Regions from separate parts of the Mus musculus genome. Here regions 2, 3, 4, 5, 6 and 7 are each linked to region 1. The links are chromatin contacts, called in public promoter capture Hi-C maps. All regions are on one chromosome and are shown on one strand. The core of a region is the stretch at or near the end of the contact, and the rest is flanking DNA. Distances in the headings are between cores, read along the strand shown.

Region 1 (3,597 bases), core at 769-3,268:
TGGGATGACCCGGGGGGCGGGCGGCCAGCAAGTGGCGCAGACGGTGGCGCAGCTGCGCGGGTGCTAGTGGAGGGGGCACGGGTGGTGGCAGAGGCGCAGGCGCCGGGGTGTTGGGGACACGGGCACGAGCGATGATCTGTGTGCACTCGTCAATGACGGTCTGGATGCGAAGCACCGACGCTGCAGTGAGTACCTGCAGCGCTTCGCCCTGTGCCACCACCAACGAGCCGCTGTAAAGGAACTCGACCAGCTGGCGCACTGTCTGCGCAGGCACCACTGGTGGCACACGAATCTCTGAGTGGCCGAGCAGCAGTTTATCCTGAAAGAAGGGTGAGCCAGCGGCCAGCACACAGCGGTGAGCACGCAGAGAAGCCTCACGGATGCGCACGGTCACATCACAGAAGTGACCGCCTAGCCTCTGCCCATTGAGGGTCTCCAGTAGTGAGCGCGAAAAGTTCTGTAGGTGGATGTGGTGCACTGCCTCTGTGGCTGCCATCTGCAAGAGGAGGAGACAATGCGGATGGCTGTTTTCTTTTCTAGTCTACCCTAGTCAGATTTCCATATCCTAGTACCACGAAGGCCCCAAGCAGATCTATGACTACCTCAAGAACCAGGTCCCATTAACTACTGTTATGTGGAGGTTTTCAGAAGGGTGGGGAGGCAACTTGCCTCCTGGCCGAATCATTTAGGAACACCCCTTGAGGCTGAGGATTTGTGCCTGCCATACCCAAGGGAAGCAAATAAACAGTACATATAACAAGGCCTTTGCAACCTTGTTTCTTCTTTGCATCACCTGAGAGGTGCTAACTTTGGGCTTTGAAAATGCACCAGTGATGTGAAAGGCCAGCAAGCTGAAATTCAGTGTTGTTTAGCAATCCCCATAGTTCTTATGAACCCGAGACTATCATCCTGGCACTAATCATACTGAGGGAAGACAGATTCTTCCATCACACACACACACACACACACACACACACACACACACGCACACGCACACACACACACACACACACACACACACACACGCCCTCCGCAAAGGAGCTGGGAATCAGAATTGTCAGTTAACCCATCAAGCAAATATCTCCAGGTCTCTGGGCCTGTTTCCTTATTCAGCAAACAAGGGTGTTTCCCTTGGATCAGATTGCATACACTGCTCTAAGGGAAGAGAATCAAGATTCAGGATTCGCCCTGACCACCAGCCTGTCTCTCTAGGACAGACCCAGAGCAGGGCCCCATTTAATCCTGCCCCTTACAAAAGGACTACTGAGATCTCAGACTCAACGATTCTAGATCCTTAACACAAAAACACCCTTCCCTTTCTCTCGGAGTATTGCACACATTGTGTCAGTTACCACTGGCCTGGCCTACTGGAAGTCGCCATGCAGGGTCCCTTCCACACTCCCACCTCCAGGCCTTTCCCTCACGTGGCCGCCAGAGGGAGCCTGCGAACCGGGTTTATCTGGGACCTCTATGATGATGAATTAATTCTTCAAACCCACCAAGGCTTTGAACCTGTCTCTGCCAAGCGGCCTCCTTTTTCAAATAATATGCCAACCCATAACTCTTCCTCAACCCCATCCATACCCTACTTCTCGAACGCCCGGACTCCTCAGATGCAGCAGAACCTTCCTGAATGCCTCAGAACAAAGGCACACTCTCCCACATCTCCTACAGCATTCTCGCTACAACTCCCTCACCCATGCCATGCACCTTGTTCCATCAGCCTGTCTCACTCCCACCCTATCTATGCCAGAGTCCCCTTCAGGCCCGCTACATCTACCCCCAGTTTCCCGCCTCCGCACCCTGCCCCGATCCTGCAGCGCCCTCTTGTGTTCGCAACGTGCACACCGATCCTCACGCAGGCGTGCCGCTCCTGGCACGCCCCAGCCTTCTCTGGGACTCTGAGGCAGGGGGATGCCCGCTCGACCCCACCTCCGACTCCTCAGGCAGCAGGTCCTGCAGGTCCTCCTGCTTGTCAACTTGAAGGCCGCACTTCCGGGCGCTGAAGCGGAACAGATAGCCTCGGCACAGGCGGAACGATAGTCGGGAGCACGTTTCCGGTGTTCCTCTTTAGACTAGGCAGTCGTTGAGCAGAACTTCCGGTCTGGTCCGCGCCACAACCAAAATCGCAGAAGCTGGGGACCGAAGAGCTGGGGATCAGTAGGCAGAAGGAGCAGGAGTCCGTCGTCTCCAGGCTGATCCGAGCGAGCTGTCAATCACTCCTCGGGCCACGCCCTCAGTACTCTCAGCGGGTCTGGAGAGGGCGCTGGATGGAATCCAGAGGCTTTTTTTTTTTCTCCCAGGTGGCTTTTCTCTTACACGGGAAAAGTTTCTCTCTCTCTCTCTCTCTCTCTCTCTCTCGATTTATTTATTTTCTATTTATTTTATGCGAGTACATTATTAACTCTCTTCAGACACACCAGAAGAGGGCATCAGCTCCCATTACCGATGGCAGTGAACCGCTGAGCCATCTCTTCAGCCCCGAGAAGTTTCTCTTGAGTCACTTCTGCTCGCACCCCAGATGAAGAAGCTTTGCAGAGCTTCCCTGCAGTCATCTAAAGAACACAGGCCCACCTTCCCAAGGAAGCCTCCTCATTCGGTGCTCCCACCTCACCCCACCCAGACTCTCGGGAATTCGCTGCTCTATAAATGAATGGTTGAAGAACCCCAGCTTGGCCACAGATCAGAATAGAATGTAGGACACGAAGTGGGCTCGGAAGTAGTCAGATACCAAGGAGCAGGGACTAAGTGCGTAGAGGGAGAGAACAGCCAGAGAGTTGTCCAAGCGGGGCTCCTACGTGGTCCTTTTGTTGTCCAAGACACCCATGAACCAAACCTCTCAAGTGGTGGGTTGGCCTTCCCTTCCCCTCTGTTCTTGGGGCAATCAATCAACCACTATGTAAGGCAAAAGAGAGGCATAGAGCTCTGGGCCTCCGTGTGAATGGTACTGAGGAATCTAGTGGGTGGTGCCGCATGAGGAAGATGTCAGGATGTTTTGTTCCCCATCCTGGACCCATGCTGGGTAGCTGTGTTGTATGTGTGTTTGAAAGTCTGGGGAAGCCAGGCGGTGGTGGCGTATGCCTATAATCCCAGCACTTGGGAGGCAAAGGCAGGAGGATCTCTGAGTTCGAGGCCAGCCTGGTCTACAAAGTGAGAGTTCCAGGATAGCCAAGACTATACAGAGAAACCCTGTCTCGAAAAACCAAAAAAAAAAAAAAAAAACAAAAAAAAAAACCTCAGAGGTTGAGGCAGGAGCGTCAGAAGTTCAAGGTCACCCCCCAGATATCAGAGTTGAGCCCAATCTGGGTTACATAGGATGCTATAGGAGGGGGGGGACCCTCAAAATTTAACAGCTAGGAATGCTTGTAATCCTATTACTTGAGAGGGAGAAGCTGGACGAATGGGAGTTTAAGACAGCCTCAACCATAAGAACCTGCTTAGCAAAACAAAACAAAAACAATAAAAAACACCCAAGTAAATGAGCTGGGACAATTGCTTGCATGCATGAGATCCTGGGTTGAAATAATTAATAGCAGGCTAGAGAGATGGCTCAGCAGTTAAGAGCACTGACTGCTCTTCCAGAGGTCCTGAGTTCAA
Region 2 (3,597 bases), core at 648-3,147, 8.9 Mb before region 1:
TTTTTACCCCTCCCCCTTCTGCCATGTAACTGGAGGATGTGCTATGAGGTTGCAAACAGCTGGACTGTCAGGCTGCTTTTTCCCAGATGCCTCCCTGCCTCCCTCCCTCCCTCTCCCCTCCCTTCCTTCATTCTCCTTGAGCATTGAGTACAGTACATTTTGGAAGCTTGAAACCAAAATTAAAGAGAGAGAGCGAGAACCTGTTTCTGCTTGGCCTGTTTTATCCGAAATATGAAACCTCGGTCATTTCAGGGAAATTTCTACCAAGGGAAGATAGCTATGCCCTGCTCTACCCATGCGGCAAAGCCAGAGTTTACTTAGGGGCTGCCTTCCTAGCTCCTGGTTCAGGGTGTACTCAGGCTTAGGGAGGCAGACCTGGGTTCCATGTGGTACCTTAGCCAGGGTGAGGTGCGGTTGTAGTTCTGGCAGCAGCACCACTCTAAGCCCTTCGGCCTCTAGCCTCTGATTCAGTGTTTGGGCCATACCTGTCAGTGTGGGGGAGGGTGTGGCACAGAGCACATGATGGCCCAGAAGAACCAAGTCCCTGAACTGTAGCTGGGAGGGTGCCTGAAGCCCTGGTTTCAAGATGGCTCTCCGAAGAGCTCTAGCTGCTGCAGCCTCCTCCCCAGGGCCTGTCAGCCTTAGCAAGACCACTGTCAAGTGCAGGGCCTGTGCTGGTACCAGGAACTCAGCACAAGAAGGGGCAATCCGGACCAGATGCTCTTGGGCCTTGACCACCTCAGCCCTAAGCCCAGACTCTGTCACCATCAGTGCCACAAAATGTGTGGGCCGGGGCTGGCGAGGGGCCCTTCTGTCGTCAGGCCAAACACCTGGATCCCACACATTTCCCATCTCTTCAGCAGAAAGCCCTTTCGTTTCCATGCCCTGCGCCTGCCACTGTGGAAGCAATGTAGCTCTGGGCTCCTCTACTGAGCTGATCTTCACTCCTGAGAAGTTCATGCTTGGGTCTGGCATTTCTAACTCAGTGGTCCCATTCAGCCCGGTCTCTTTGGTTGGCCCATCCACTTCAGGTGTCTCCAGGCTGGAATCAAGCCCAGTTCTGGTCTCTTTGATTGCCCCACCCTCTTCGTGTGTCTCCAGGCCCGAATCAAGACCTGTTCCGGTCGGGTTTCCACCCGCCTCTGCAAGGGCATCCTGGGTATCCAGACCCTCTAAACCCACCCCTGTTTTCTCTGTGTCGGGAATTTCTGCCGTGACCTCTGTCCAATGCTCGTCCCCGCCGTCCAGCGCATCAAGGATAGTGGGTCCCCGACCAGCCACAGAGCCCGATCCAAAAATGAGGTCAGTACGGGAGGCACGGTCCCATACCAGGCGGCCGCGGAAGCGGAAGTAGCGTATGCGGTGCTGCGGCACTGCCAACACGCCAGGTCCGAGCGCTGCCAGCGGCTCGTCCCAGCAGAAGGCGCAGAATGGCTCTTCCTGCACTCCCAGGAAGCGGTCGGTGTAGCCCACCGAAAAGTCAGCAGGGTCCAGGCGCGGGTCCCAGCGGATGCGTCGGATGACGTCAGCAGCAGTACGCAGAGCCGGCTTCTTGGACCCAGCCTCCGGTTGCGTAACCACCGGGGACGGCGCCGGGGCCCCGGGATGTGGCTGACGGCAGCGCGCACCGAAGCGACAGCGGCCCTCTAGGAAGAAGCGGCAGACCGCGGGGGCCTCAGAGGAATCGGCCGAGGCCTCCATGGGCCTTCACGCACTAAGCGGTCTCTGTCTGCAGCGTTGATCTCCAACTGTGACGCCAGGAACCCCTCCCGCCTCAGGTGGAAGGAGGCCAAAGGACCAGGCAGGGCGTCAGAATGTAACACGGGCTCTGGAGCTCTAATTTCAAGTCCAGTTTATTTACGCGTACCGGGTTTGTAAGCCACTGGGAACCCCCTCTTGCCCCGCCTGAAATGATTTACATATGTCCAGCCCCTCAGGGAGTCTTAAAGAGCCTGGCCCCGCCCAACCAGCCAATTTATGTGTGCGTCAAGCTTCTCTCTGGACATCCAGGGAGTCACGTCTTATTCCATACAACTTCTCCCTTTGGGGACTTTAGCGAGACAGTTTAGCAAATACTTGACAAGTGCCCCACCGCTGTCAGGGCCCCAAGAAAGGCTTCTCCGCATCCGATTTACATATACTCCGCAGCCTGGGTGGGGGTAGGGCTTAGACAACCCCTCCGGCCGCCTCCAGATACTTTGCATCTGCTCAGCCTCTCGAGACCTCTAGGGAGCCTGGCAGGGCAGCAACTGATTTACCTGAACACCGCAGCTTCGTTGGGAGGAGAGGAGTGGGACTCAGCGGTCTTGGCCCCGCCCCCAACCGTCTTTAAAGTTTGTAGCCAGCTCCCATGCAATTGATTATCTTACATGCCACACCTCATAACGAATAAAGTGACTCCTGGTTCTGCCTCTGTCAAGTTATTTATAAATGTCTTTCCTGGGAGCCTCACCCCTTTACCTTGGCCTCACTCCACCTGATTGTTTTACACATGCTCCGCCCCTCATTGGTCTTATCCTGGACTCAACCATGGTGAAATGGTTTCTCCTGTGCCTCCTTGTAGAGGTCGGGTTTTACTCCTGTCACCAGCCTAACGTTTGAAATATACGACCCACCCTTTTGGAAACTATAAAAACCCTTACTCTACCTCTGGTTCGGTTAATTTAAATTGGTCTTATCCCTCTAGGGACCTAAGATAGCCCCGTCCCAAAACAAACCCAGAGACTAATTCTAATTGTTCCTCCCCTCTGAAAACCTTTGAGAATTTTGCTTCACCCCCCTCCCGATATAGGTTCGGGCAGTCCTGCACCTCTAGATGTTAAAATATCTGGACGTCTCAGGCTGAACTTTGTGCCCAGATTTGTAACGCAACAGCCTCCCGCAGGGCGACACACAGTTGGTGGGACCTGAAGCCCTTCCCACGGGAACCACACCCTCGTGGCTCCAAAGGCTCGCCAACCGCTTCCCTTTGCAGGGAAGCGCCGCCCAGTCAGAGTGCACCTGGAGGGAAGTGGATGGCCAGGCGACTGTGACTCTTTATGCCAGATAGCAGCTGTCACGGGTGTTGGACTTTATCCAGGTGGTAGTGAGGATCGGTCAAGGTTTGAGGGATGAATAGGACTGTGGTAGAGACTCCGCCTTTGGGGAGGGGCATTACATGAATACGTATTCAAACTCTTAAAGGAGCATCACTGACAACTTGACTTCTAGTTGGTGGCACCCCAACTAGAAGTGGCACCACCCTACTGCTTCTGTACCCTTTCCCGCGTAAAGTGAATAGACAGTCCATGGCACAAACCTCAGCCATTTATGTGTACAAAAGTGGAGTGCTGGGAGGGAGGGGTTGAGGGAATTATGACACTACAGACCGATGACGTCGTCCAGCTGGAGGTCAGCATTTGAGCAGCAGCGGGTCTTGGGGTGCTGCACTCTAGGGTGGGCATCCCCATCGGGCTTGGTGGCTGTTGTCTCGCTGCGCTCCGCGTCCATGACGCCTAACACCGCGTCCAGCATAGAGGGGCCCAGGTCCAGGTGGAAAGACAGCAGCGGGTCCGCAGGTGAAGGCACAGCCACAGGGGGCTGTGGGGCTGCAGGTGG
Region 3 (3,597 bases), core at 284-2,783, 8.3 Mb before region 1:
GACCTATGGTCCTCCCACGGAGGCACATGGATTATACTGAGGCCTACCTGAAGTTTACAGGACTTAACAAGCAAACATTACACATCCAGCCTGCACTGGGATCTATCTGCCTACCTATCAAGGTATAGGAGACATTAAAGCATGGTGGTATCGGACTGTTTTTAAACAATTTTAAAGGAGTTGGAAGAAATATGCATATGGATAACTGTCTGTGCATATGTGTACCACGTGTACTTTGATCCCCGGAAACCAGATGGAGTTACATACAGCCATGAACTACTGTATAGATGCTGAGAATGCAAATCCCCAGTCCCTGGGAAGCAGCCTACTCTTCCTAACTGCTGAATCATCTCTCCAGGACTGTAATTTCACACTTGAGAGACAGAAGCAGGAGGATCAGAAGTTCAAGGTCATCTTCAGCCACATAGTTTGAGGTCAGCTGGACTTTGTCTTAAAAAAAAAAAAAAACAAGAGCAGAACGTGGAGCCCTGATAACGGTGGGAACATAGAATTAGCCCAAGGAGTACACAGTGTTGACCTTAGAGGACATAGAGAAATAGATCACACTTAGGTCTCCAACTCCCCAAAGTCCTTCCCTTTTCTATCTTTGTCTCTTTTATCCTCTGCCACCACCACCACCCACACACACACTCCACAGTCTGTTCCCATCTAAGCCCAGCATCATTCCCTCCTGTGAATATATGGACCCTTGACAGTCCTTATTTCTCTTTGTCCCCCTCGCTCTACATCTTCCTTTGCATTTCTATCTCCTCATCCCTGTCTGTTGTTTGTCTCCTATCCCTGTCTGCCCCTTTCAGCTCTTTTTTGAGGGGGTGGGTTGAGGGGGCGTTCTCACGTAGTCTAGGCTGTCCTCAAACACACTTTATAGCTATAATGGCCTTGAACTCTTAATTCTCCCCGCTCCGTTATTACCTCCTTCACTCCTCCACCCTGTCTCTGATATTCTGCATCTTCCCATCTACTAATGTATGTCAGACTTCTCTTTGTGTCTTCATCTCTGCTTGTCTAATACTGGTTCTGTATCTCTCTCCATCCTTCCCTCCATCCTTTCAGGCATCCCTCTCTCCTGCAGCATCCTTCTCCTCCAGCATCCCTCCACCCATCCATACATCCCAGCATCTTCCCACCTCCTCCCCGTCCGTCCAGCTTCCAGGCCCGCCCCCTGCCACTCCCCCTCCCCCTCCGAAAGGGTTAACTGTGGGGAAGGGCCGGGAGTCCCCGGATGGTGATGTCAGCGTGCCGGAGAGAAAGGACGAGGTGGCGGGGGGAGGCGGAGAGGAGGAGGAGGCGGAGGAGAGAGGGCGCGTGGGGGGGCGGGGGGGATCTCGGCCTGCAGCATCCGCCGGCCCCACACTTCAGACCCCCCCTGCAGGGGGAGGCACAGGAAGGGGGGGGCCGGCCAGGGACGGGCTGGGGAGGGGGGGCCGCGCAGCCCCCCCCGCCATGCTGATTCCAGGGGCCTGACCCCCCCGGCAGCCCCCCCTCCCCCAGCTCTGCGGCCCACCGACTGGGGGGGCCAGCCCAGCCCCCTGGGGACCCCCGGAGAAGTGGGGAGCAACCGGGGGGGCCGGGACGGAGGTGTCGCCGGCCCCCACCGGAGGAACGGGGCGACGGGCCGCAGGGGGGGCGGCCGGGGGACCGGTCGGGCCGGGACCAAGGGCACCATGTCGTCCGGGTCCAAGGAAGGTGGCGGGGGCTCCCCCGCCTACCACCTCCCACACCCACACCCACACCCACCCCAGCACGCCCAATATGTGGGCCCCTATCGCCTGGAGAAGACGCTGGGCAAAGGACAGACAGGTGAGAACCTAAGCGGACACCTGGGGCGGGGGCGGGGTGCTGGAAGGGGCAGAGGGCGGGACCATGGATATTTAAAGGGCAGACCCCTGGGTCCCTCGTAGAAAAGGGGCTTGGGTCCTGAGTTCCAAGTGCCCACGGTGTACGGAGTAGAGTCTGACGTTGGGGCCTTGAGATGGCAGGGGTCTGAGACTTGTGGGTTCCAGGGAGAAGTAGGGGTCTGGACTACTGTGGCTCAAATAACCCTATTGGGGCAGATATTGGAGGGGCTTCAGGAAGCTGTGGGGAAGTAGGCCCATTACGGGTGTGGGACCTGGGCTGATTCTGCAAGCTGAGGCAGGCGGGTGCTGCAGTACAGCCGCAGGCAGGGTGGAGGTGCAGGCTGGGTGGAGGTGCATCCATCCCGAGAGAGGCTGCTATCCTGTCCCTCTTATGCTCAAAAGCGGTCACTTGCGCTCCGTGCAGCAAGCTGGAGCCCTAGGGTGTGAGGTCGACTACATTCTCTCCATTCTGCAGTGTGGAAATAGAATGGAGAGGTGGACTGTAGAAAGCTAAGCTCCCAGCCAGAAGTGGCCCTGGAAAGCAGAGTTATCTTTGATTGATGCTAAAGGCTGAGTGTGGCCACAACCATCTTCTTCTAGGCAGGGGATCGAGGTGAACTGAGGGATGACCTCCAGTGTTCTGGGCTGTGGGTTCTGGGTCCCTATGAAGTTGAGTTCCAGGCCTGAGATAGGAAAGGGAGGTCAGACCTTTATATCCTGGTAGTAAGAGTGTGACGTGCTGTTGACCTCAATTCTTGAACTTTGGAAGGAGAAGGGGCCATGTACCTGCACTGCTGGGCCTGAGGGACGAGGGCTGGGGCCAAGACTACTGGGTCTAAGGACGGAGGGGTAAGATCTGGGTTCCTGGGACTGAGAAGAGGCACCTTCCATAGCTGAGCTCTGGATCTGAGGAGTGGTCAGGGAATACGCATGCTTTCTGACCATGACAGCTTTTTTTTTTTTTTTTTTTTTTTTGGTTTTTCGAGACAGGGTTTCTCTGTGTAGCCTTGGCTGTCTTGGAACTCACTTTGTATGGGGAGGCTTGGGAAAGAAGAAAAATTGAGAGTGTGTTTTGTAAGATTATAGGGCTTCTGAAATCTGAAAAGAAAGATGAAGTTGGGCAGACATACCAGAAGGCCAGAGAGTCAGAATAAAAGGCCAGGAGAGGCTGGTGGAGGGGATCGGCAAAGGGCAGACAGTCAGAAGGACTAAAAGTGGGCAACGTGCATAGGAAAGAGTTGTGTTTTGTAGGCATGGCAGCTGTTGGCTACCAGTTCAAATGCAGAAATTCGGGATAGAAGAAATGGGTAACCAAGCTGGGAGTGAGGATGGGGGTGTGTTGACAACTTGAGAGCTAGGGTGAACTCCAGAACACCCCATATTTTAAATCCGATCTCCAGGTCTAGTTAAACTTGGAGTCCACTGCATCACGGGTCAGAAGGTCGCTGTCAAGATCGTGAACAGGGAGAAGCTGTCGGAATCGGTGCTGATGAAGGTGGGTGTTTGTGTGTGTGTGTGTGTGTGTGTGTGTGTGTGTGTGTGTGTGTGTAGCGAGAGTGTCCTTTGGCGCAGAAGGAAAGGCGGGAGGTGATGCTGACCCTTTCTCTTGTATCCCTGGCCCCTCAGGTGGAGAGGGAAATCGCCATCCTGAAGCTCATTGAACACCCGCACGTGCTCAAGCTCCACGACGTCTACGAGAACAAGAAATATTTGTAGGTATTTATAGACACCCGGCCCC
Region 4 (3,597 bases), core at 816-3,315, 8.3 Mb before region 1:
CCCTTTCAAACACACGTGTCTCCTTCTACAAACTAACTTTACCGTCATTGTTTGGGATTAAAGATGTGTGCTAAGAACACTAATGTAGGGGCTGGAGAGATGGCTCAGTGGTTAAGAGCACCGACTGCTCTTAAGGTCCGAAGTTCAAATCCCAGCAACCACATGGTGGCTCACAACCATCTGTAATGAGATCTGATGCCCTCTTCTGGTGCATCTGAAGACAGCTACAGTGTACTTAGATATAATAATAATAAATAAATCTTAAAAAAAAAAACCCAACAACAACAAAAAACACGAATGTATTCCAGCCAGAGTAGCCATGTTGCTGTATTAAATCTCTCTACCCAGTTGTTTGCTAGGCACATCTCTTTTTCTTTCAAAATGGAAATCAAACCACAAGCCTCACCCATGGTGCATATTGTATACCCACAGGCTATACCCTCATCCTGGAATATACTTCAACAGTCTGGAAGACACTTTGCTATTTAGTGGGGTTTTTTCCCTTAAATATATTTTTATTAGCCATTTGAAAATCTCATATAATGTGACAGCACCCAAGGACGATATAGTCATCCTAACCCGGAGAGCTGCTTAGGGTAGGGAGCTGTCTTAGAATTTAGGAGAGAGAAGGGTGGTGAGGCATGGACCTCAGACACTTGAAAGTATATCAGTGTATGATATTTGCTTTGTAGACGCAACCATGAAGCTGTGAGTTGGCAAAACCCCAAGATCACAGAACGGTGCAAAACTTCAGCCTCCTTAAAAACAAAATGTTGCAGCAGCACATATACTAAAATTGCAGCGATACAGTGAAGATTTGCATGGCTCCTGTGCAAGGATGACGAGCAAATTCATGCCTGATCTACATGGTGAGTTCTAGGACAGTCAAAGCTCATGTCTCAAAAGAGAAGCTACTATGATTTAATCAATTGTGTGTGTGTGTGTGTGTGTGTGTGTGTGTGTGTGCGTGCGCGCGCGCGCGCGCGCGCCTTGGCATGAATGTGGAGGTCAAGGACAACCTTCAGGAGTCGGTGCTTTCTTTCCATTATGCGGATCCTGGCTATGAGACTTGTGGGCAGGTGCTTTTACACACTGGGCCATTTCAATGTCCCATCTCACTTCAATCGGTTGTTCCTTCAGTCTGTAGTAACAAAACATTCTGTGCTGTAGGCATTATCCTAACCCACCAAATAGATAACTCAGGAAAGACAAAAACAAAAGTAAGCTTACTTGTTTGGACGTAATTATGATATCCTGCTAATTATACTTGCAGGATTGAAGAGGTGGGTAATCTTAATTAAGGGGTTTCCCCAGGGGAGTGCCCCATGAATCAGAGCTTGTCTTCTAAGTCCCAACTTCTCAGCGTCGTCTCTTTCTGAACTGTTCACAGGCAGGACAAGAAAACTTCACAGAGTTCTTGTAGGTACAATTTTCCAAAGATAAGGAATACTGGGAAAGAGAAAAGATCTTCTTGCTAAGCAGGGTTGGCACTGAAGTTTTGTTGCCATGGCAACCAATGGTCTCCTGGGGCCGGGAGCGCGATGGCGCGTGTGTGCATTCACCTCTTTCCTTCCTGGTTCGCTCAGGGATTTTGCCCCACTTCAAGCTGAAAGAAAGAGAATAGAGCTCCGGATTTAGGGTGATGGGCGGAGGCCTTAACGAATGGAAGCGTGGTCCTGTCCAAGGCCAACCAATAATATACGAAGTTTGTCTCTGACAGAGCCCTCCCTCTTTTCACTTGGACCTGAATAACCTGACCCAAACAGAGTTTCTGTTGGAGCGACGGCTCTTTAAGCCAATGAAAGCACTGATTTGGGACAGTGCAGAAGAAGAGGCGGGACAGATTTTTATGGCAACGCCTGAATGACAGCGACCCGAGCCATTGGCTGTAGTTCGCTGGATTTATTGACAGAGTGGGCGTGGAGGGGTTTTGTCAGGGCACCGACTGGGGCCAGAAGAGGCGGGAAAAAGAGAGCAATGAGAGTCAGCCAATAAGAACAGCGCGAGTTTCATAGCAACGGAAGAGTGACGGCGGGTTGGGCCAAAGGAAGGTTAAGCTGTTTGTTACGCCGGCCGAGGGGAGGCGCGGCGGCTGTGTCGGACGAGAGCCGGAGGAGGCGGTGGGTGGAGGTGGCGGCTGCAACGCGGGTTCCTGAGGAGAAGGAGGAGGAGAAGCGGGTGAGGGGCGGCGCGGGGCCCGACCTCTGAGCCCCCTCTTGGCCCCCGCCCCGCGCCGCCCGGCCTCCCAGTCACCCCCTGAACCGGCTGTCCCCGGGCCCTTCCTCGAACCTTGCGGTCCAAGTCTCCAGCCCCGCGGATCTACGCGCTCCTCACTCGTACCCTTCCCTGCACCCTTGGAGCCCATGCAGACTCCTCTCTCACTCTCAGGACTTTCCTTGCACCTTAGGAGTCGCTCCTTGCCCCACCAGGGCCCATCCCCACCACCTTTTCCTGCATCGTAACCTACCTACCCTGTCACACTCAGGGCACTTCCTGACTCCTGTCTCACTATCCTGGTCTCTGAGGCCCTTCCTCTGACTCTCTGTTTCCCCAGCCCCCTTCTGCAACCTTCCCAGGCTTTAGTTAGCTACTTAGCGCCCTCAATTCCCTCCTCGAACCCGTAGGATCTTTCAGGTTTCCATCACTTCAAATCCCCCAGGATTCCCTCAAACCCTGCTTGGAACCGCTAAGCCCTTCCCTTGGACCCCAGGCATATCTACCCTTTGGATTTCGTGGGCTCCTCCCTTGCAACCTCAGGTGCCTTCTTCCCCCCACCCCCGCCAATCCTGACTTCCCTCCATCTTTCTCTCCCCTTTCTCTCCCTTCACATCATACTCCCTACACCTCACTTTGTCTTTTCCCAGCTTCCAGGCTTTTTTTCTAAGCACCCTCTTCATTTAACCCAGACCGTTTTTTTTCCAGATCTTTCTCCCAGAGTGGCGGAGTGTGTCTTGCCACACTCTGCCTTCTTGCTCTCTCCCAAAGCGCAGAATTGTCAGACACACCACAGTGAGGGTACTGGGTAACCTGGCCCTCCATTTTATTTGATTTGGTTTTCTGAATCTATTTTTTTCCCCTCTTTGCCTCCGACCCTTTGTTTTGACTTGTTCCTCCTCTCCTTTCTGTTCCTCCCTTCTTCCTGTTTTTTGTCCTCTGGCGGGCTTCCCTTTTGCTGGAGTCCTCGGAGAGGCATTAGGGACTGGATCCTTCTTCCCCTAATGGCTGCCTGGGCTCCACCCACAACCTTTTGACCACTCCCCAGAGGAGGGTGACCTTGGAGGGAGGTGCTGAGGACGGGAGAATCAGCCTAGCAGGGGGTCAGCAAAGGCAGGCCAGAAGCTCCTATGGAGTTCCTTTTCCCCTTTCCCTTGATGAGAGCCCAGCTATCCCAACTCCCTCCTGCCATGCTAAGCCTTTGGAGTTATCTCAGGCAGTTAATTAATCTTCCTTCCGCCTGGGTACACAGGGACCTGTCTCTTACATGTGCACTTGGCAAAGTGGTCTTTGTGTGTGCTGACATTCGAGAAAGTGTCCATGTCCTGGGAAGGTAGTGTATGTGATTGGGGGACATGCATCTGTTTTGCAAGAGGGGAGGAA
Region 5 (3,597 bases), core at 779-3,278, 8.1 Mb before region 1:
CTGACCACCCATGACCCCCCCCCCCCAGCCTAGCACTCACCAATGAAATTTTAGATTACCTGATCCTTCCTGACAGTCCCCCTATAAGAAGGCCTATGCACCTTTGTCTGGGGTTGACATTTTGAAAAATATTTGACCTCTGCATGCTGGTTGTTTCTCTAGAATAAACCGTCTTTGCATACTGAGTCTGAAGTCTTCAGCGACTTGACTTTCGGACCCTACAGGGTGTCTATTGTGTCACTGCATATCAGAATCTTGGAACTTTCTTTTTGACTTTGCAGGGCCTCACAGCTAAGGGGCTGCCTTGAATCTCAGGCGAGACTTTGAACTTAAATAATATATTTCTTTTTATGTGTATGTGTGTTTTACCACACTCATGTCTGTGCCTGTGTCCACGGTGTCTCGGGAGGGTTCTGTGGGACTGGAGTTACAGTTGTGAGCCACTGTTGTGGATTCTAGAAATCAAAGGCGGGTTCTCTGGATCTCTCTCTCTCTCATACATAAAATGAAAAAATGTAAATTACATTCAGCCACTTATTTTGTGTGTATGGGCATGCATGTATTTGCCACACAGCATAGATGCTGATTGGAGGACAACTTGTGGGAGTTTGTTCTCACCTTTCACCATATCCATGTTGTAAATGTAATTGCTATTTTCCAGATGTAATTGCCATCTCTGATGTCTACTGTTGAATAAACTCACCCTTTCTAGCTCTTTCTGAATTCTGGCTGGCTGGTTCAACTCAGCTTCTCTGGCCTAAACACCTCTCCAAAGTGACTGATTCTCTCAGCTTCTGACTGAATTGCTCTGCTTGACCTCAAACTAACTCTAGAAATCTGTTCTAATTTGGCTTCTTTTTATTCTCTGGCTCATTGTGTCTTCACCTGCAACTTGTCTCTATAAAACCATCTCTATGAAAACTACCTCTGAACTCCTCTGCATAGCCTCTCAACTCACTGATTCAACTGAACTGGTTGCCTAGAACTCAGAGATCTACATGCCTCTATCTCCTGAGTGCTGGGATTAAAGGCATGCACCACCAAACCTGGTCCTAAGCTTTTCCTTACCTGAAACTTGCTCTATTCCAGGCTGGCCTTGGACTCAAAGAGATCTGCTTGCCTCTGTCTCCTGGAATTAAAGGTGTGTACTAAGGTCATATCTGTGTTCCAGCCACAATAGCCATGTTGCTGGATTAAGACTCCTCTATGGCTTCACTGGGCAGCGAGCATCAGTACCATCAGTCTGAGCCATCTCACCAGCCCTCTAAGTTAGGGCTGGGGTGATAGCTTTGTAGTTAAGAACAACTGCTAGTTTTACAGAGGACTGGGCTTCGGTTCCTTGGGACCACACCAGACAGTTCACAACTGCCCTGTAACTCTAGCTCCAAAGGATCTGACACTCTGTTTTGGCTTCCTCAGGCACCAGGCACACATGGGGTGCACAGACATGCATGTGGGAACTCACATATACAGAGAAGGTAAAAATAAATAGATCTTAAGAAAAAGGCAGCCGGGCAGTGGTGGCGCACACCTTTAATCCCAGCACTTGGGAGGCAGAGGCAGGAGGATTTCTGAATTCGAGTCCAGCCTGGTCTACAGAGTTCCAGGACTGTCTCGGAAAAAAAAAAAAAAATTCAAGGCCAGCCCGTGCTACATGAGCCTACAAGAGCCCATTGTCTCAAAAAGTAAAAAACAAAAACAAAAAACAATTAAGACAACAAAAATAATCTATCCGAAAGTCTCAGCACAGGCTCAGAAAGCAAGCTTGGCCCCAGATACCAGCAGGCAGGGGAAAAAAAGCAGGCTTGTAGGGGCAACTCAGACTCCCGAGACCCAGGCCATCCCAGGCCATGCAGGAAGGTTGAGTGCCTCAGTTTCCTTCCCAGCACGAGGGAACAGGGTCTGCGTGTACACCACGGGCCTGAGGCTTGGACCCCCGGGATTCTGCATCTGGCGAACCCCAGCAGTGGGTGGGGCCGGGCCGGGCTTGGCGCGTTGCGTCATGACGCACGAAGGCGGCGGCGGCGGGGTTTGTGTGCGCGAGAGGCCGCCGATAAAGGTTGAGTGCCTCGCGCCGGGGGCCGTGGGGAGGGAGCGCGCCCCCGCCCCCTCCCGGGCCGCGGGTCCCGCAGCGCTGTGCCGGGCCCCGCTTCCCGTCAGCCCCCGCGGGAAGGCCCTGGGGTTCTCCTTGATCCCCCTCCCCGACCGGGGCCACAGGTGAGAGACCGGAGGGCGCGGTGGGGGAAGGGCCGGAGGGCGGAGTCGTTTGGAGAACGGCGAGCGGGAAACCGGAAGGGGTACCTTAAAGGGAAGGTCGCTATTTCGCCTCCGATATTTAATCTGTTAGGCCGGCTCCGCCCTCTTAAAGGGGTAAGGACAGTGTGTTTAGCTGCATTTTTGCAAAGCTTCCTGCCCTTTCCCTTCTCCCCTTTCTCCTAAAAGGGGGTTATTTCCTTAAAAGCGGGTGATAGTTTCCCAAACATTGAAGGAAAAGTTTCATAATTCTGCTGGTCCCTAGACTATCTGAACAAAGAGATCTTTTTTCCCTCCCAGATAAAACCTCATGTAGCTTAGGATGCCGTCAGACTCACTGTATAGCTGACAATGACCTTAAATTTACGATCCTGCTGCCTTCATCTGCGCGCTGGGATTACAGGCCTGCCTGTGCCACCACGCCCAGTTCTATGGTGTACTGTGACAAGAACCCAGAGCTTTGTGCATGCCAGTCATTAACCCTTAATAACCGAGCTACATCCCAAACCCCAAGAGCTTCCTCGTAAAGCCCAGACGCTTAAAGGGCACTCTCACTGCTAAGATGGGTCCCTGTTCCGTTGGGCCTCTTGTGTTAAAAGATATGGCCTCAGAGGCACAGACAGTTTCTGAACCTCATTTGTCACCTACACGCCAAAAGGAACAACAGCCCTTTAAAAAAACAATCCTTCATAGCCTATTGCCCTTTGAAAAAGAAATCCTTTATAACCTGTCAAAAGGGGGTGCCTCCCTCTCTTCACTCAGACTGTCTTTACTGAGCATGCTCTCTCCTGATGTTTTGGTGGGTGATGGATGCATCAGAGAACGATCGATCGAACGAAGCAGAGGTTCTCTGTTTGGATGATGTGAACATTGACAGAGTAGAACAAGCAGTAAGAGACTTATATGTTGATGGGACTGTCCTGGGGTACTGTCACTGCAGTACTGACTTCAGGATTTACTAGGGAAGGGTCAAGCTGGCACTGTGTTTTGTTACCAGTGGCATCCATCCTATTGAGTCAGGAATCCTGATGAACACCCATCCATTTATTAGACAGCCCCTCTGACAAAGAATGACCTGTCTCCAAATCTCTGTGCTGGTGAGGTTGAGAAGTCCTGGCTAGGGTGGTGGTGATGCACGCCTTTGAGCCCAGCACTCAGGAGGCAGATGCAGACATCTGAGTTCGAGGCCAGCCTGGTCTAGGTAGTGAGTTCCAGGACAGCCAGGGCTGTGCAGAGAAACTGTGTCTCAAAAAGACAAAGAGAAATGCTTGCCCTATAGTATTTAGAAGGTGATGGGCCCCGTGAAGAAGGGAGCAAATAAGGCATGGGAGGAGATCAGGGAGT
Region 6 (3,597 bases), core at 383-2,882, 8.0 Mb before region 1:
ACACAAACCCAGCCTTGCCTCGAAGAGTCTCTGAGCTGTCAGGGCATCATAGTGCTTTGGAGGTATATGGAAACGAGCCCTCATAGAGAACAGCCCTGCCCCTTGAACAGTTGGGATATTTATTATTACGGATTCCTGATAGGAGGAAGGGAGGACCATGCTGTTTGGGGAAACTCTTGCCTGGGAAGTTTTAGTGGGTAGTCAGAGGTCTCTATTTTGACACTGGAAGTAGGGACCTTATATTGAACACTCAATGCACACCACACCCCATTCTCAATCCTTACTTACATTTTGGGAGACATTTTAGTTTATGCTATCTGGAACAAAGACCTTGACTGGGTAATGGGAAAGTCTGCCGTTTTCCTCTGGGAGTTAGGCCTACTTCAGTTTCCCCAAACCTGCCATTTATTTATTTATTTATTTAGATAAGGTTGTAATGTAGTTCAGGGTGACATTGGATTTATGATCTTGCCTCCACTTCCAGAATACTGAAACTCTGGGCTTTGTGCATGCTAGGCACCTTACACACTGCGCAACATTCCTAGCATCTTTGGGAAAAAGGTTCTGAACACTACCCCTTCCCCACCCAAACTACAATCCACATTAATATACTTAAAAAAATAGCATCTTAGAGCATAAGCACAGCTTTATACAGTTCACCTGGCTTTATACAATTCTCTGTGGTTTGAAATACTGATCTAGGGCAGGTGGTTCCCCCTGGACTTGCTGACCCAGGATGCAGTTTATTTGTAAAAATGAACTGCTTAGTCTTGGTTGACACATTCAGTCTTCCTCTGCAAGGATGGTTTAAGTCATGCCTCTTAGGGCTTCAGAACCCCAAAGAGGATGCTGCTTGTGAACCGGAGAGGCAGTGTAGGTCTAATAAACATGTCTTCGCTGCTCCTTTCCTCTGATTGTGTGTGTGTATGTGCCCTATGCAGATAGCCTCTTTACACGACTTCTTTTGGGGCGGAAGGGAGAGGGGGAGTGTCTTAAAGGCTGTGCATCTACACCGACTGACTTCAAATAATATCAACAGCGCTTGGATCTTAAGCTCCAAGAGTGGTCCGGTTCTGGGCTGAGCCTTTGGTATGTCACACAACTACATCCTCTCAAAGGCTTTTAAGAGTAACTTCCCACTGAACAGGTGAGTAAACTGAGGCCATGGAGGAATGAGGAGCAAGGACTGGAGTGTAGCTGTTCCACAGGTGGCTCCAGTGTGGGCTATTCCTGACCCACACTTTGCGGAGAAGTAACCACCACACAACCCATTCTCACATCCTGGTCCTCTTATTCCTTTAATCCTTTTCGTGGATGGGGGTGGGTGGAGGTTATGGTAGGTTGGAGCGGCTAAGACTAAAGGTATGCATGTATTAATCAGCTACTTAGGGATCATTAAAGGAGACTCAAATTTCACTTCAATTTTCCTTACTGCCTCATACCTTCTGACTTTTCTCGGCCCACTGGTCACATAGCCACTCACCCGGAGGACCCCCGGAACCGCATCAGCTGTGCAGGATGAGAATTTCATGAGGATCCCTGCCTAGGCTTTGGGAAAGGAGGGGGGGGGGGTTGTGTGTGGGGTGGGGGTTGGAGGGGTGTTGCAAGGGGCTATCGCGCAAGTGCGGTCCCGACCTCCGCGCAAACGGCGGGCCTCACCTGGGCTCCAGGAAGAGGCGCCCCAGGCTCGGCAGGCCTGATTCGGTTAGTGCCCACGTCTCCGCGCTCCGCCATCCAGTTCTCCCCCTCCTCTGCCGCTACGCCCGCTTACTGGTGGGTGGGCGCTTCTCTCCGCGACACTTTGCAGACGCTCCCCTGCGCTGGGCATGGGCGCCGCCACTGCCGTCGGTCCCGGGGCTGGAGTCCGTGCGCGGGTGGGTGAGAGCGGGGCCTCGGCCCCTTGTACCCTGAGCACCCAAAGGCGGGGAACGGTGCCCACGGTCGACACCCCCATGCCGGTTGCCCATTCTGGGACCCTTCGCCACGGTCGCCCCCTCCCACTTGTGGGACAAAGGGTGGGGGCGCATCCCCACGCGTGACCTCCCACGCACTGCGCACGCGCCCAGCTCCCACTTCGGGGAGGGGCTTTACTCGCCCACGCGAGTGCGGGAGGAATGGGCGGCTGGGACAGGGGAACGCTTGCAGGATGGACCCCCTACCCCAAGAATGGAAGTTAGGGGTGGTTGTTTCTCCATTTATGGCATTGGGTTCGGAGATGGGCCATGATGAAGGGCTTTCTCATTCAGGCCAGGTCTCCCTGTGGTGTTGACCCCACGAGGAACCAAAGAATTTAAGGGCCGAGCCCCTTCACAACCAAGATTCCTCTCGCTGAGCCCCCTCGCTCTGGGTACATACTTTGGAAGCCTCTGACTCTGTCCAGAAGTATGGGTCCTTTCCTCCCTCAGACTGGTGATCCTTCCTTACTCCGGAGGGACAGGTATTCCACCTCTCCAGGGACTGCCGACTTTTGGTGACCTGCTTCTGTCCAGTGCCCCCAAGGGCTCAGTTGCTGGGTCTGCAGGAAGCCTCCTCGATATGAATGACAGAAACAACCGTTGGCGGACAAGTGAGGCACCTGGGGACCCTTTCTTTTCCCATCCTTGGTCTGACATTCTGGTTCCCTCTGTCCATGGGACAGCAATGGTTGGGGGTGGTCTATAAGGTTCAGGCCACTTCTGGGGTGACCTCTGCTGACCTCTCTGCAGTGAAGGACGAAGAGACCTTTGAGATCTCCATTCCCTTTGAAGAGGCACCCCACTTAGACTCACAAATCTTATACCGTCTGAGTCCGTCTCGGAGAAATGTTGAGGGTGAGCTGAGAAAGGGCATTGGAGGGACTGGAGTCAGGTGGGGTACTGCCTCACCCTGGGGCATGACCTCCGTCCCTGCTGTTCTTAGAGCCTCCAGAGGGCGCCTCCCCAACCCTGGCCCTGATGAGCAGTGTTAAGGCCCAGCTGCACATGGCACTGGAGAGGAACTCGTGGTTGCAGAAGCGCATTGAGGACCTGGAGGAGGAGAGGGACTTCTTGCGGTGTCAGCTGGACAAATTCATTTCCTCTGCCCGGATGGATGCAGGTGGGGGCACACAGTCCCCCAGGACCCGCAGAATTCAACACCCAATGTTGGTTGGACCTGATGGGGACTTGGCATCTTATCCTTCCACTAAGGCCCATGCCTATTTTAGGGCCTTCCCCAGCCATTTCCTTCTTGATTTCAAAGACTTCTCTCATTTCCTATCTTGTGATGAGACTGCCCTGTAACTCATCAGCCTCAAGCACTTGGCATAACTGTCTCCCAGAGTCTATATTTCCAGCCCAGGTTCCTCATCTTAGGGGAAATGTCCCTTTGTCAGTAGACCCATTGCAGTCTACTGGATTCCTCAGAGGGGCCCTGCCAGCACCCCAGGATTTCTGAATGATGCAGTCATCATCCATTAGAGGTACCCTGAAATACCAATCAGGGTTCTGTCTTCCCTCTACCCTGCTCTACATTATCATGCCTCATGTTTCTTATTCTTCAAAGGCTGTGGGGGTCCCAGTACCTCTGTCTCCTAAGCTTCACCTTAGGGTCCTGAGCGGATCCCACTCCCTTGTCTTG
Region 7 (3,597 bases), core at 539-3,038, 6.9 Mb before region 1:
AACCCACATCCCCACCAGTGAAATTCAATGCCCTGGGGTTAGTGGAGTTTGTAGTCTTGATGGACTGGGCATAGTCAGGGAACTGTAACAGTGTAACAATTAAGTAGTGGAAACAGCCTGGGAAAGGGGGAAGTGACACATCCAAGGTCACGGAACCATAAACGAGCCAAAATTGGAACTCAGGAGCTGGCTCCAGAGACTTTTTGAACTTTTGCCTGAAAGCAAAAGTATGAAAACCCTTGCTCTGGGTGTATCACTTTAACACCTCTATTGTGTCCTCGTGAGGAATGGCATGAAATTTCTTATCTATGGCTGCAGAACTTAGGAGCTGAAGCGAGGAATTGAGCTTCAGAGCTCGTGGGCAATATTCCCAGTAGCTGCAAATCATTCTTGAATTTCACCATGGGCCAAGCCTGAGGATATACCCTTCTCTGCTCAGATGGAGAACACATGAGATAAACCAAGTCAGAATCTAATGTGAAAGTTCTCTGGGCCATGGCAGCACAGCACTCAGTGACTCCAGAGAAGCAGGAGGGGAAAGTTACCTGCACTTGACCCAAGAGGCTTAAAGCTTTCCCCAGAGCAGAGGCCAGATCTCAGCTAGATTCTCAACAACGCCAAACATGGAGCCTGAATCAGAAATTAAGGGGTTGGGGGAACCCATCAGGTCTGCGTTTTTAATAACGACCTGGGCAATAACGCCTAAGGTCGTCCTGGGTCAGGTCTCAGCTCCTGCTTTCCAACCCCAGTTCATGTTCATTTTCCTATCCTGGTGTTAAGACAGGTGTCAGTTCACTCCCCACTCACTTCTTCGTCTGTGGATCACTTTTCCGACTGACCTTTTGTAAGTGCTGGGGCACACATTCCCGGGGCTTGGGGGTCACCCTATGACCTAACTCTTGTACAGATTGGAGGTGGAGGCGGGAGGTCTGCTAAGGGGCGGGGCTCCGCGCTGGACCCAGCCCTGTGTCCGCCCAGGGGAGGAAGGCAACAGTCCAGGCGGCCCAGGACGACCCACACGGTGCTGACCTTGGCCTGGCGCTTCCCCTCCCAGGACGTGTTTCCTGCCGCCGGTCAGCACGCGCGGGGGAAATAGATGAATGAGCCTCCCGCCACCTGCATCCCGTAATTACTCGCTGGATCAAAGGCCAGCGCATGGCCCCCGAGGCAGCAACGGGCCAGGCGACTCGATTTGAGGAAGGAGAGGACTTGGGAGAACTTGGGCCGAGACTGACCATGGGCCGCCGTTTCCGGTCAGCCCAATCCAGGCGGCGGGGTCTCTCCCCACATCAAGCCTCGCCCCCGCAACAAGTCCCTGGCACTTCCGGCCATGACCGGCTGCAAGTCCAGTCCGGGTGGCCCGGACCCCACCGGTTGGATAACCCAGGTGCCTGCCGGCCCAGCACTGCCGCCGGAGTAGCGCACGCGCATTGTCCCAGGCCGCGGCGCCAATCTCTCCCGCGCGCGCGCGCGAACTCCCCGGCCGCGCGCCCGCTCACGCCCACCCCCCCCACACACACCCCTAACACGACACGCACGCGCACTAGTCCGCTCTGCCGCGCTCGCCCTCCCGCCTCCCCACCCACCCCCGTCCGAAGCCCAGCTTCCCGACGCGCTCTCATCCCAGCCACTCGGCGCACGCCCCCCTGAGCCCGCGGCCGCCCTCACCTCCGCGGCCCCGGGGCCGTCACGCCGCACTCTTCCTCTCGCCTGCCTCGCGGATGGTGGCAGCGGCGGCAGCGGCGACTCAGACCCTGGGGTCAGGGGGACGGGCGCCCAGGCCGGAAGTGACCTTCCCGGCCGCTTCCGCTCGCGCCTCTCCCTCTCCTCCCCCTCCCAGGCCGCCACCGCTACCTCGCCACTCTAGGCAGAGGAGCTCCAGGACCCCTGACCGCTACCCCCTCCGGCTCTATGGTACGGAAAGGCGCCTCGGGACGCTACTTCCGGAATTATCTAGGACCCAGGTCCTCCGTTTTGCTCTATGGCGCCTCGCTCCGAGGGGCTCGGGCCCCGCCCCCTCCCCGGACAGAAGGCTGGGCTCGACCCGTTAGGCGCACACTTCCGGGTGTCGGGGCGGCCCCCAACCCAGCCTCGTCGCTCGCGCCTGCGCGGTGAGCTGCCCGCGGCGACGCTCCCACTACTCCAGTCCTCCTGTCGTCTCTATCATCGTAACCCCTTCCGCCCCGGGGCGCTTCCAGGCCAACGCCGGTCTCAAGAAAAAATTCGGTTCACGAGATCTGGAGTTTTTCCCCAAAATGTTTCCGCTCGAGCCTCCGGTGCGGGTTGCATTTTGGGACGACCTCATCTTGAAATCGGCCTGTTTTGCAGAGAACCAGAGGTCACATTACCTTACTAAGTGACATAGCAAGAATGACCTCGAACCTTCAGAGTAGGGCTCCAAATTAAGTGTTTATGACTTATTACTCTCCTAGAAGAAAGGTCCATCACAGTTTGGAGGATGCTGATGATGAAGAAAAGGAATGAAAGGACCCTCTACAGATATCTGCTTCCAAGGCACAATTTGAAACTTGAAAGTCAATGTCAGCTTCTCTGAGACAAATGGTATCATCATCACGTAACTACCTTTACAAAAGCAGGCGTCAGGTGCTGCTGACACTTGGACTAAGTAAGGGATGGACTTTTTAAACAAACTCCTCCTGCACCAGAGAAAATCCTGGGCAGCCTAAAGAAGCAAAGCCCACAGGCAAAACGATACATGACACCTGAGGACAAGCTAAGAAAATGGAAAGCATAGCCATCTCCTTAGCAAGGTGCTCCAGAAGTCTTTGCTCAGCAGACTGTTAAGGATGTGTAGAGAGTTAGAAAATTCAAGAGGAGGCCTATGCTGAGCCCTGTAATGGAAAATGTCCAAACTGCCTGTAATTCATGTTCAAGCGCTGGACTTCCGTGGTTAGATTAAAGATAAACCAGCCAGGACCTTTCAACGGGTGATAAAGATCACAGGCTGCTTGTAACTGATCAAAAGGCTAAAGGCGAACCCACAGCAGGGGTATTAAAATGGCCCCAAAGGTAAAGAGTAAACGGAGGACAGTAAAAAAAAAAAAAAAAAAAAAAATTAACTATCCCTTCCTGGCTCAAAGCTAACAAAACTAAAAGGCAAACTGGCAGCATCAGACACAGCCACGGTAGTTACTGTTCCATCCCGAGTCCTGGGCCACACAGAGGAATTCTTAGAATGCTAAACCAAGTAATCTGAAGATACATATTTTCTCCATGGTGAGCCTCAAAGGCTCAGGGGTACACACTCACCTAGTACCCACGAAACCCTAACGGGAACAGCTTTGTGCCACTTTCAGTGACAACTACAAGGAACCAAGGCTCTGGGCACCCCAGGCTTTCTCTTGTCTCTCCAAACTTTATCTTTTTTTGTTTTTGTTTTTGTTTAAACTCTAGTAAATGTGCAATTCTGTTTTGCCCCTCCTATCTCCTTATCTCCTTTCCCACTATGACTCCACCGTGATGCTCAGGGTGTACTCCTTCTCTAACTCCAGCCAGCTATCCTCAAGTCACTTTTTGTATCTGATTTGTGTGGGATTATTTTTTTTTCCATTTCTGGGGTTTGCAGGCACTGTGTGT

The links. Promoter capture Hi-C pulls out the DNA fragments that hold promoters and counts their contacts.
Region 2: a contact with region 1 is called in a promoter capture Hi-C map of liver, with 4 times the contacts expected there. The contact joins the promoter of Leng9 here to the promoter of Zbtb45 in region 1. A contact is called at or near these places in 4 of 39 promoter capture datasets (cranial neural crest, liver, maxillary cranial neural crest and 1 more).
Region 3: a contact with region 1 is called in a promoter capture Hi-C map of cranial neural crest. The contact joins the promoter of Brsk1 here to the promoter of Zbtb45 in region 1. A contact is called at or near these places in 3 of 39 promoter capture datasets (cranial neural crest, frontonasal cranial neural crest and hippocampal neurons).
Region 4: a promoter capture Hi-C map of pre-B cells shows a contact between it and region 1. The contact joins the promoter of Kmt5c here to the promoter of Zbtb45 in region 1. A contact is called at or near these places in 2 of 39 promoter capture datasets (cranial neural crest and pre-B cells).
Region 5: a promoter capture Hi-C map of pre-B cells shows a contact between it and region 1. The contact joins the promoter of Zfp628 here to the promoter of Zbtb45 in region 1. A contact is called at or near these places in 4 of 39 promoter capture datasets (cranial neural crest, frontonasal cranial neural crest, maxillary cranial neural crest and 1 more).
Region 6: a promoter capture Hi-C map of second pharyngeal arch cranial neural crest shows a contact between it and region 1. The contact joins the promoter of Ccdc106 here to the promoter of Zbtb45 in region 1. A contact is called at or near these places in 4 of 39 promoter capture datasets (cranial neural crest, frontonasal cranial neural crest, maxillary cranial neural crest and 1 more) and 1 of 484 Hi-C or Micro-C datasets (B cells).
Region 7: a contact with region 1 is called in a promoter capture Hi-C map of cranial neural crest. The contact joins the promoter of Zfp787 here to the promoter of Zbtb45 in region 1. A contact is called at or near these places in 3 of 39 promoter capture datasets (cranial neural crest, pre-B cells and second pharyngeal arch cranial neural crest) and 1 of 9 other capture datasets (pancreatic islet).

The regions. Positions count from the first base shown.
Region 1 is chr7:13,007,834-13,011,430 of GRCm38.p6, forward strand. It overlaps Zbtb45 (zinc finger and BTB domain containing 45), which reads right to left and starts at 2,019. Exons shown (of 3, transcript NM_001360833.1): 1 at 1,803-2,019; 2 at 1-496. The coding sequence starts at 496.
Region 2 is chr7:4,147,975-4,151,571 of GRCm38.p6, forward strand. It overlaps Leng9 (leukocyte receptor cluster (LRC) member 9), which reads right to left and starts at 1,898. Exons shown (of 1, transcript NM_175529.3): 1 at 209-1,898. The coding sequence starts at 1,701. The coding sequence ends at 244. It overlaps Leng8 (leukocyte receptor cluster (LRC) member 8), which reads left to right. Exons shown (of 16, transcript NM_001374609.1): 16 at 1-199. It overlaps Cdc42ep5 (CDC42 effector protein (Rho GTPase binding) 5), which reads right to left. Exons shown (of 3, transcript NM_021454.4): 3 at 3,286-3,597. The coding sequence ends at 3,361.
Region 3 is chr7:4,689,395-4,692,991 of GRCm38.p6, forward strand. Brsk1 (BR serine/threonine kinase 1) reads left to right here and starts at 1,534. Exons shown (of 19, transcript NM_001003920.3): 1 at 1,534-1,821; 2 at 3,260-3,354; 3 at 3,486-3,571. The coding sequence starts at 1,686.
Region 4 is chr7:4,738,062-4,741,658 of GRCm38.p6, forward strand. It overlaps Kmt5c (lysine methyltransferase 5C), which reads left to right and starts at 2,066. Exons shown (of 9, transcript NM_146177.2): 1 at 2,066-2,178. It overlaps Gm24537 (a small nuclear RNA gene), which reads left to right and starts at 771; the gene lies at 771-872. Gm42369 (a long non-coding RNA gene) reads right to left here and starts at 2,019. Exons shown (of 2, transcript XR_881802.3): 1 at 1,231-2,019; 2 at 929-1,141.
Region 5 is chr7:4,913,189-4,916,785 of GRCm38.p6, forward strand. Zfp628 (zinc finger protein 628) reads left to right here and starts at 2,029. Exons shown (of 3, transcript NM_170759.2): 1 at 2,029-2,217.
Region 6 is chr7:5,055,094-5,058,690 of GRCm38.p6, forward strand. Ccdc106 (coiled-coil domain containing 106) reads left to right here and starts at 1,633. Exons shown (of 5, transcript NM_146178.2): 1 at 1,633-2,566; 2 at 2,706-2,810; 3 at 2,899-3,075. The coding sequence starts at 2,536. Gm15510 (predicted gene 15510) reads right to left here and starts at 2,023. Exons shown (of 4, transcript NR_166619.1): 1 at 1,660-2,023.
Region 7 is chr7:6,154,177-6,157,773 of GRCm38.p6, forward strand. It overlaps Zfp787 (zinc finger protein 787), which reads right to left and starts at 1,789. Exons shown (of 3, transcript NM_001013012.2): 1 at 1,669-1,789. Gm36371 (a long non-coding RNA gene) reads left to right here and starts at 3,043. Exons shown (of 2, transcript XR_391130.2): 1 at 3,043-3,597.